Linked DNA regions of Zea mays: all the other regions are linked to region 2. The links are chromatin contacts, called in public Hi-C maps. All regions are on one chromosome and are shown on one strand. Each heading gives the region's core, a stretch centred on a gene start, on an enhancer-like site or on the middle of the called end of the contact. The rest is flanking DNA. Distances are from core to core; before and after follow the strand shown. Region 1 holds the start of LOC100193518 (nucleotide pyrophosphatase/phosphodiesterase). Region 2 holds the start of LOC100284101. Region 3 holds the start of LOC100282013 (60S ribosomal protein L35).

Region 1 (3,224 bases), core at 139-2,638, 460 kb before region 2:
CGGTTCGGTTTTTTGAAGTCCGGTTTTTGAAGGATGGTAACCGAAAATTCTGTGTAAAAGAAAAAGAAAGGAAAAACCGACCCCTCTGTTAACCGAAACCTGTGGGAGCGATTGTCAATTGGACACGTAAAAAAGGTGCGTGCGTAAAGGAAGAAGGATTGAAAGCAACGCGTCAATGCAAGAGATTTATTTAAGCTGTTCTTTTGAAAGCAAAAGTACACAGCTCGCTCCTATTTTATTTAGGAACTCTTCTCCTTGCAGAAATTAAAAACAAGTACTGTACATATATGATAGCATGGAGTCTCTCTAGTCCAAGTTTGTTGGCTGCTGGAGGCGGAGATACTGAAGGCGATATGGCCCTAATAATTTGGCACAAGTGTTTGACTCGAAATAGTTTACTGAGATGACGCCTCTCAGCAGCTCACTCCTCGTCGTCTTGGGAAGGGTCATCACGGAACCGGCATATCCGGCCATTTGGCTAGCTAATGGCTTGGCACTACGGCGTCTGCTCCAAGTGGACGCAAAAGAAGGCCCGTTGCGTTGCGCTCACGAAAGCCTGCTGCATGCAATGGAGATGGGGAGTCGTTGGTTCAATCATCTCTATGGCTGGCTGGAACTTTATATATCTAGTTAGCTTCATCCCCTTTATTTGGAGGTCCATGGTGAATGATGGATTTAGGTTCCGGCCTTTTCTCTTAGACTGATGGGACCGGAACAGGTACTATACATTGCCAAATTAATGCTCTCTCCTAGCTAGGATTCTTCCACTACCTAGCTAACTTGTCGGTTGATTTGGTCATTCTACGTACGCTCTCGTTTTTGACGACGCAATGCAAACAAAATGCCTTTTTTTCCAGCAGGCCGACGACGGACGGCACATGGAAGAATAATGCATGCACAGTTCCAAGCACGCAGATCGCGATGTTGGGGGGCGAAAAAAAGAATCAAAAGCATCATTATTAAGGGCGGCAGAGAGGCATGTGTAGCTACGTACCTTGGTTCCCAGCAGCTCCGGCGAGGCCCGCACGGCGGCGGACGCGTCGAGCGCGAAGCGGGCGCGGTGGATGGCGATGCGCGCCAGCGGCTGCACGCCGGCGTGCCCCGCGGCCACGGCGGCGAGCAGGAGCAGGCAAACCAACCGCGCCGCGCCTTCCGCCGGTCTCATGACACGATCGATGATGCTATCTTCCTTGCTTCCTTTTGGAACTAGTAGGGAGAGCACCGAGCAGCTTCCGCCGTGCGGTTTATGTATCAGCGGACGCTACGTCTACGTGTAGCGCACCCGATCGAGATGCGAGAGAACTCGAACGAGACGACGCGCGCGGGGAGTTGACTCGACGAGCGATACAGCTAGATAGCCGTGCCCAGCAGCTTCAATTCGCGAGGGCTCTCGGAGAGATTTCCGCCGCTGGCCGCGTACAGGATCTATAAAGATAAGGAAGTTATATGCTTCGGATATGGCCAGAAATTCCGCGTACGGCCGCGCCGTTTGTTTAGCTTATAATACTAATTGTTTGTACGATACGACGGTCGACTTCTCCTGGACGTTCACACCGAACCTAAGCCTATGCCTATGTGGTTGTTTGGATCTCATTACCGTGAATCGGTACTTTCAAAGACAGGTTTTACAATGAACTTTCAAATAAACATGGTTTTTAAGTAGGTGTTCTGTCAATGGTGTTCTATACCATGTTACTGTGTAATTATTTATTTGGATCACAACTACTCTCACGTGTAGCAACCACACATGTTCTTTTATCACCACCTAATCGTAAAAGCTAGCATGTTCAGCAGCTGTGGCTGCACCTGCAATCCGTAGAGATAAAATACTGTAAGAGCCACATCCGCAACCACATTAAAGTCGCAGCAAGCCGTAGCAAACAAGACAAATAATTGGTATGACACACGACGTACATGCCACATTTCTGACTATTAAAAAAATAATTTAGCTTATGCCGATTTTCAGAAATTATATTTGACTTTCGAAACTGAAGTTGAATTTTGAAACTAAAATTTTATTTGAAATTCGCAAAGGAAATAATAGAAAGACTTCCAATTTATTTGTTTGATTGAATTATTCATTCATGAATTATATATTCCTAACTTTATAAAACAACTAATATATATATATATATATATATATGAATTTTCATTGCATGCTGATATTTTCTTTGATTGAGCATTCTAATAGAATTGGAAATTCAAACTTTATTGAATCTGAATTTGAAAAAAGAACAGCAAACAGAAAATAGAAATAGAAAAGAAAGAAGGGAGAGCTCTCGGGCCTATTCTTTACCCCTGGGCCCACTCTCATCTCCTTTCCGGCATGCACACCCAGCCCAACTACCTCGCGGTCAGGTGTACTCAACCAAAATGTAAATCAAGCATTTCCTATAAGAGCAAACATTTGAGCCTATAAATTTCTATATAAAATAGTTTTTTACCTACTATTATGTCTAGAATTGGGACTTCTATTTTTTAGGAGAATAACTTAGCTGTAGGATTTTAAGGTGTAAAATCTATTTTTTTTCTTTATGAGTGAAAAGGTAGGAGTAATTAGAGTAAAGCAGTAAAAGATGAGAAAAAAGAACAAGAAAATTTTAAAAAGAATCAGAGTAGTAAGTATAAGTAGGCTAAGATTTATTTAACTTATAATACTAGCTACTTGTTTGTACGATACTATACGACGGACGGTCGACTTCTACTGGACGTTTAGACCGAACCTAAGCCTAGGTGGTTGTTTGGATCTCATGCATTATCGTGAATCGGTACTTTCAAAGACAGGTTTTACCATGAACTTTTAAATAAACATGTATTTATTTATTTGGATCACAACTACTCTCACGTGTAGCAACGACACTTTTTTTTTGCCGCCACCTACCGCCAAAGCTAAATAATCAATTGGTATATGAGAACCGACAGCACACGCCCAGATTTCTGACTATGTAAAAACAATGTAGCTTAGCTTATGCCGATTTTCAGGGGAAAAAAAGAACCGTCGTCTAGGAATAGAATCATTATTGATTTGTTGAAAACCATTTGTCATATACAACATCCTTGAATATTTGTCGTCCGTTAGTTCATTTTTAACTAAAATGTGATAAATAAAAAAATCAGAGAGAGTACATTTATTTTTGTACCGCTTCGTAATGACCACTGAAAATGATTATCATCACCGTCAGGTCATGTTCCAAACAGACAGTGGTAAATCATTTTGACGCTTG
Region 2 (3,032 bases), core at 434-2,933:
GCGGCGCGGGCGAGGTGGGAGTTGCATTTCCCAAGCCCACCCAAGGCATTTTAGCACAAAAGGTAGAGAAGGAGGGAGACTATGAGGAAGGCTGGAGAGTGGGCCCCACATGTCAGTGAGTGCAAGAGATAAGAAGGGGTAATCTTGTCCATACGGATATATGGCACCCCTCCATATGCCTGACATTAGGACCAAGTCATATCCAGGCGTAAATATTGGCATATCTCAAATATATTTAGAATTCCATCAGCAGAGGCATATTTTCTTCAATAGTAATGGTGTGTTTCAAAAAAGGTAAAATTATAATGGCACATATCTAGTTAACCAAATGCATGCACAACTTATGGTACTGATTTTATTCCATGATGTTGAGCATGATACAAGAAAATGAATGGTTTTTGAAAACTTACAATTGAAGCATATGACTTCTTTGGTGCCTCCTTCAATGGTACAGGAGGGGATGAAATTGGTGGAGCCACTGCAACATTATTTGGCACTTCATTTATGACATCAGGAACCGGCGTTTCCTCAGCAACAGGCTTCTCCACATCACTTAGCGAGTTACAAACCTCCCCGTTCAGAACTTCCTCCTTTGGATTAAGTGCAGGCTCGGCCACCTGGCACTCAGGCTGCGGCGAAGCATCTACAAACAGACAAAGAAAGAAATCGGTTCAAACACATGATCACAGCAACAAAACAGTTTGAAAGATGTTACACTGCTACGCACCCTGAGGAACAGTCGTGGCGTCTCCTCCGACAGTGCCGTTGGCCAGGATAGGGGCAGAGGTGGTCGTCTCCGCGTCCGCAGCAACCTCAGGTGCTGGCTGCTTCTCAGCCCCCTCGTCCCCTCCCCCCTCCCCAACGTAGCGCAGTATGTCGTTGAGCACAAAGTAGCCCTTCTCCTGCGGCGCGAGGAAGAAGGACTGCACGAACTGGCGGCTGACGCTGTTCCTCCCCGTAAGATGACCCATGACGAGCACGCTGACGCCGCCACAGAGCGATTCCTGCGCGTCCACCGCCTTGATCTCCGCCCGGTCGATACCCATGGACACGATCTTGTCGTTAATCGCCTGCAGAATCAGACGCGCATACACGCAATCAGAGGCACACGCCACCCCAAAACCACTCCATTGCGGTGAGAATTAGGCCTGGGGCGACCAGATCTGGTCCGCGGGGGAGTAAGAGACGCGCGTGGGCGAGGAACTTACGTCCATGGTGGTGACCGTGTCCATGCCGTCGGCACCGGTGCCGGCGGGGCGCCCGAGGCAGCTGGCCTCCTGGTAGAAGCGGTAGACGAGCTCCGGCGACTGGTGCAAGATGTTGTAGTACTGATGCACGAAGGCGTTGCCCACCTGCACATAACAAGAGGAGGGCCGCGGCCAAGCACGGTGCACGAATCGAGTCAGCGCGGATCCAGCGGGCGAGGTCGGCCCCGGCGGCGGCCGGATCGGGGGACGGTGAGCTTACCACTTGTGCCGGCGGCGGAGCTCCAGATGCCGCGGCTGCGGCAGGGGGCGGCGGCTGCGACGCCATCTTGGGAGATCGAGGGGTTAGGGTTTTGCGAGGAAGTGGGGCCGGAGCAAAAGGGGCACGTCAGGACTCGGGAGAGGAGGCGGGGCTTGTCCCTGGTGTCTCTTTTCCCGCAAAGCTGGCGAGATGAAACAGAGAGGAGAGGGAAAGGTTGATGGCGGCTGCTGCAGCGGCGGGGTTAAATAAGGGTACGGGCGCGGCGGCGGGTTGGGGCAGTGGCACGTGCGGCCAAGAGTGCTTCAGGAGCCGTGGGCCGTGGGCCGTGGCATGAAACACGGGAGAGCGGAGGCTGGACGGCCGTGATGGGGATGGGTGCGTGCGTGGGTGACGCGAGAGGCGCGGGGTTTTTCTGTTTTTGTGACAAGGGATTGTTTGGTAACTTTGTTTGTTAAAATTATAGTTTATAATACCATTGTTTAAAATATATCACGATATAACTATGATATATTTTATCTCTACTAATTCTTAAGACGGTAGTGTAGACCATGCACAACCATGCCCCCACCTATATCCCAACCGTCCATTTACGTCCACCAAATCACCACCGTCCATTTCCATCCCCGCGCAGACGCCCAGCGCGCATACGACCCCGCCCACGCGCAGCCGACCCGCAGCGCGCAGCCGCTCCCGCGCAGCGCGCATCCGACCCCGCACCGCCCACGCGCAGCCGAGCCCGCGCAGCAGCCCCCGCAGCCGAGCCCGCGCAGACGAGCTCCCGCAGCCGACCCGCCCCCGCAGCAGCCCCCGCAGACGAGCCGCCCCCGCAGCCGCGCGCAGCCGAGCCCGCATCGCGCAGCCGAGCCCGCGCAGACGAGCCCCCGCAGACGACCCGCCCCCGCAGCCGCGCGCAGCCGAGCCCGCATCGCGCAGCCGATCCCGCGCAGACGAGCCCCCACAGACGACCCGCCCCCGCGCAGCGCGCAGCAGAGTCCGCGCAGCAGCCCCCGCAGACGACCCGCCCCCGCAGCCGCGCGCAGCCGAGCCCGCATCGCGCAGCCGCCCCCGCCGATTCCCCCGCACTGCGCGACTCATCCGATATCCGCGCATTCCCATGGCGCCCCGAATCCTCATCTTCAAGCCGCGAACAAACAAATCCCGCTCCGACCGCGATCCCCACGCCGTTCTCCCCGTCAACTACCACCTCCTTAACTCTCACGCCATGGATTGCAGTGATATACCCGCCATCTGTGCCGTCAAAGAGCTCATCTCCATCACATCCCGACGTCGTCCCCATCCGTCTCGCCCCGCCCCGCAACCAAAATCCTCGTGCGATCGTGAGCCCCTTGCAGCGGCGCGGAAGATCGTGAGCCACCAGCCGACGGGATATCGGTCGCGAGCTCCGCGTAGCAGAAGCAGTGCCGATTTGCTGTCGTGGAAGCCCAACGACCTCGCCATCGCTGCCAGGTATTCCCATTGTATCATCAATTTGCTGGTATATGCATCCACCTTAATTTTATTAACACCCGTGCGATCGTGAGCCCCTTGCAGCTGCGCGGAAGATC
Region 3 (2,969 bases), core at 371-2,870, 420 kb after region 2:
GACTAGAATTTACTATGCCATTCCAAACTATTAGGGCTTGTTTGGGTGTAAGGGTAATGGAGGGTATTGAAGGGGTTATAATCCCCTACTATTCAATTTTAAATAGTTAGGGATTCTAGCCCCCTCAATCCCCTTCATTTCACTTGCTCCCAAACAAGCCCTTAGACATTTCATGTTTTCTAAATACTACTATATATCTAGATGTAATGTATATCTAAGTGCATAGCAAAATCTATGTATCTTGAAAAGACAAAACATCTTATAGTTTCGAGTGGAAGGAGTGACAGTAACAATGGCAATCACAAAGAGATTCATTAAGACAAATAGCCAAGTCATCAGCTCTCATGGCATGCAAATCGACCAATCTGAGACTGACAATGGCAGCATATGATGCTGCATGGCAAATGCAATGAATCATGTTAGCATTTATTAACGAAGGACATGGATGGGAGCAGAATATCAATTATACAGTGAAGACAACACCAAGCTTAACACAAACCCCCAACCCATTGGGTCATTTAACTAAACCATAAACCTATCTCCAGTCAAGACGAACAAATATGAAAGCTATGCACAATTAGCTCTGCATGAAGATGATATCAATACAGAATCACTATCCAAACAATAACTTCATTGTGATCATTGACAGACAAAAATAGTAAACAGCAGAGGCAAGAATAGAACTGTAATCCCTGCTAGTTCTATCTGATACTGATTCAACAATCCACTTATGAAACTAACATTGCGACTATGTTTGTGAATGTCTGCATATGTCATACGAATCATCTGAACAGCTTATTGTTATTTATTAAAAGAAGCACCTTCGCACTCTACAAGATCAATTCGACAACTCAAGAGTTACAGTACAAAATCAATATTGACCATAAACTATCAGTTAGCCTCACAGCACTAGTAGAACAATCAGATAGGAGCTTCAGCATGTAAACACGACGCGTTAATGCGGACAAATTAGAGTAGACGCAAGGAACATGAGCATATACCTGGTGCTTGGTGAGGCGCCTGCGGATGGCGCGGGTCTTCTTGGGGCGGAGGTCGAGCGGGAGCAGCTTCTTCTTCTTGTACGCCTCACGCAGCGCCGACTTCTGCTTCTGCGAGATGACGGTCAGCACGCGCGCGATGGAGGTGCGCACAACCTTGCTGCAAGAGTGGAAACCACGGATCCACGATTAAGTTAAGTCCGAAGCAAAGCCAGTTTGATAAAAGAGGAACAAGGGCGAGCGCCGTCAACGCACATCTTGGAGAGCTTGTTGGGAGCCCCGCCGGTGACCTTGGCTACGCGTAGCAGGGAGAGCTCCGACTTAAACTCCTTAAGCTGCGCTTGCAGATCCGCCTTGCTCTTCCCCCGCAGCTCGTGCACCTTGATCCGGGCTGCGAACCGAAAAGAGAAAGGTCAGATGAGAGAGAACATGCGAGGAGGAGTTGAGGTGCTTACCCATCGCGATGGGGCGAGGGACGAGCGGCGGCGGCGGCGAGTGAGGATATGAAAAATGGATGGCGAAGTTTAGAAAGACGGCGGCGTGTGGATTATATGTGTCTCCTGAAACCCCGTGGGAGAACCAGGAAACCCTAGACCTGTTGTGGGCTCTAGCCGGGCCGAATGGGCCTTGACTCATGCACATTGAGTCGATAAAATGTGTGTTTTACTTCCCTACACCTCCACGCGCAAATCCTGTTGAGATTGGGGGTATCAAATCACATACAAGTCAAAATCCTCTTCAATTTTTTTCAATCTCCTTTAATCTTATGATTTTAGATCAAACGAACATGGCCTATCGGTGTAATATCATATTTCAATCGATGCTTCCACCTCGTTTAGATATTTTTAAAATGTCCTTCTGCCTTCATTTATATGTTGTTTCCACAAATAGACTGATTTCACACCTGATCAGGTGCAAACTAACATGTCGTTGTAAAAAATCGTGTAACCAAATATAAAAACGAAGGTAGGAGGACCATTTTTAAAAAATATATAATATTTAAATCAACTCGTCCATCTTCTCTAGATATTTTTAAAAACATTTACACATCTCCGTTCTTATATTGGTTTGCACGGTTTACACATCATTACCTTGATTTGCACTTGCCATTTATAAAAGAAACATATCAGGTACAAACCAACACATTGGTTCAAATCGTGCAAACCAATACAAGAATACCGAATTTTTTTTGTTTTTTAGCCATTTTGTGACAAAAAATTACATTTAGACCCCTGGAGGACTTAATTCATGATTTGGACCCGATACTCGGCGCCATAGCCTATGATGCCGAGGTAACACAACTCGGCGCCATAGGCTATGGCGGCGAGCTCTGACGTGGCGCTGGCGGACAGGGCTGATGTGGCAGCCCGCGTGCGCACCGAGATCTGACATGGCGCTGGCGATCCGTTTCCTTTCACCGCGTTTCTCTTCTCTGTTTTGCCTCACCTTGCCACCGCTTCTTCTCTCCTCTCACCGCACCGCCTCTCCTCTCACCGGACCGCCCTGCCCCCACGACCGGCCGAGGCAGCCCAGACTGCCCTCGCCGCCGCCGCGAGCTCCTCTGCGCGCCCCGCCGCCGCGAGCTCCTCCGCGCGTCGCCACCGCCGCGAGTCCACGCGCCCCGCCACCGCGCGCTTCCTCCGCGAGCTCCCCGCCACCGCGAGCCATCCGTCGCAGTCGAACGAGAGGTAATTGTTTTCATTGTTTTTATTTACTTAGTAACCGTTGAGCCTCCCCACTCGTCCAATAATCCATCCCCACGAAGAACTATTCACTAAGAACTTAGTTAATTATGAACCACTTTACCTACCACGTAATTCATAGTTACATTTTTTACAAAAGTGTATTGTTTTAAAGATATATACACCAAACATATAGAGAAATAAGGCCGACGTGAGATTTTGACTGTAATGATGTCAGAGCGTGCATCCTTCACAGATTTCACTACCTCTATTTGTGCACCAAAGTCAG

The links. A called contact is a pair of places that touch in the nucleus more often than the background predicts.
Region 1: a contact with region 2 is called in a Hi-C map of ear, with 2.7 times the contacts expected there. The contact joins the promoter of LOC100193518 here to the promoter of LOC100284101 in region 2. A contact is called at or near these places in 2 of 25 Hi-C or Micro-C datasets (ear and tassel).
Region 3: a Hi-C map of tassel shows a contact between it and region 2, with 4 times the contacts expected there. The contact joins the promoter of LOC100282013 here to the promoter of LOC100284101 in region 2. A contact is called at or near these places in 2 of 25 Hi-C or Micro-C datasets (ear and tassel).

Annotation. Positions count from the first base shown.
Region 1 is chr2:80,876,895-80,880,118 of Zm-B73-REFERENCE-NAM-5.0, reverse strand. LOC100193518 (nucleotide pyrophosphatase/phosphodiesterase) reads right to left here and starts at 1,388. Exons shown (of 13, transcript NM_001138630.1): 1 at 995-1,388. The coding sequence starts at 1,165. It overlaps LOC118476326 (a long non-coding RNA gene), which reads left to right. Exons shown (of 2, transcript XR_004856250.1): 1 at 1-718; 2 at 858-1,662.
Region 2 is chr2:80,421,730-80,424,761 of Zm-B73-REFERENCE-NAM-5.0, reverse strand. LOC100284101 reads right to left here and starts at 1,683. Exons shown (of 9, transcript NM_001156999.2): 1 at 1,468-1,683; 2 at 1,209-1,352; 3 at 728-1,070; 4 at 411-643. The coding sequence starts at 1,533.
Region 3 is chr2:80,001,008-80,003,976 of Zm-B73-REFERENCE-NAM-5.0, reverse strand. LOC100282013 (60S ribosomal protein L35) reads right to left here and starts at 1,620. Exons shown (of 4, transcript NM_001154926.1): 1 at 1,454-1,620; 2 at 1,254-1,389; 3 at 1,002-1,158. The coding sequence starts at 1,457.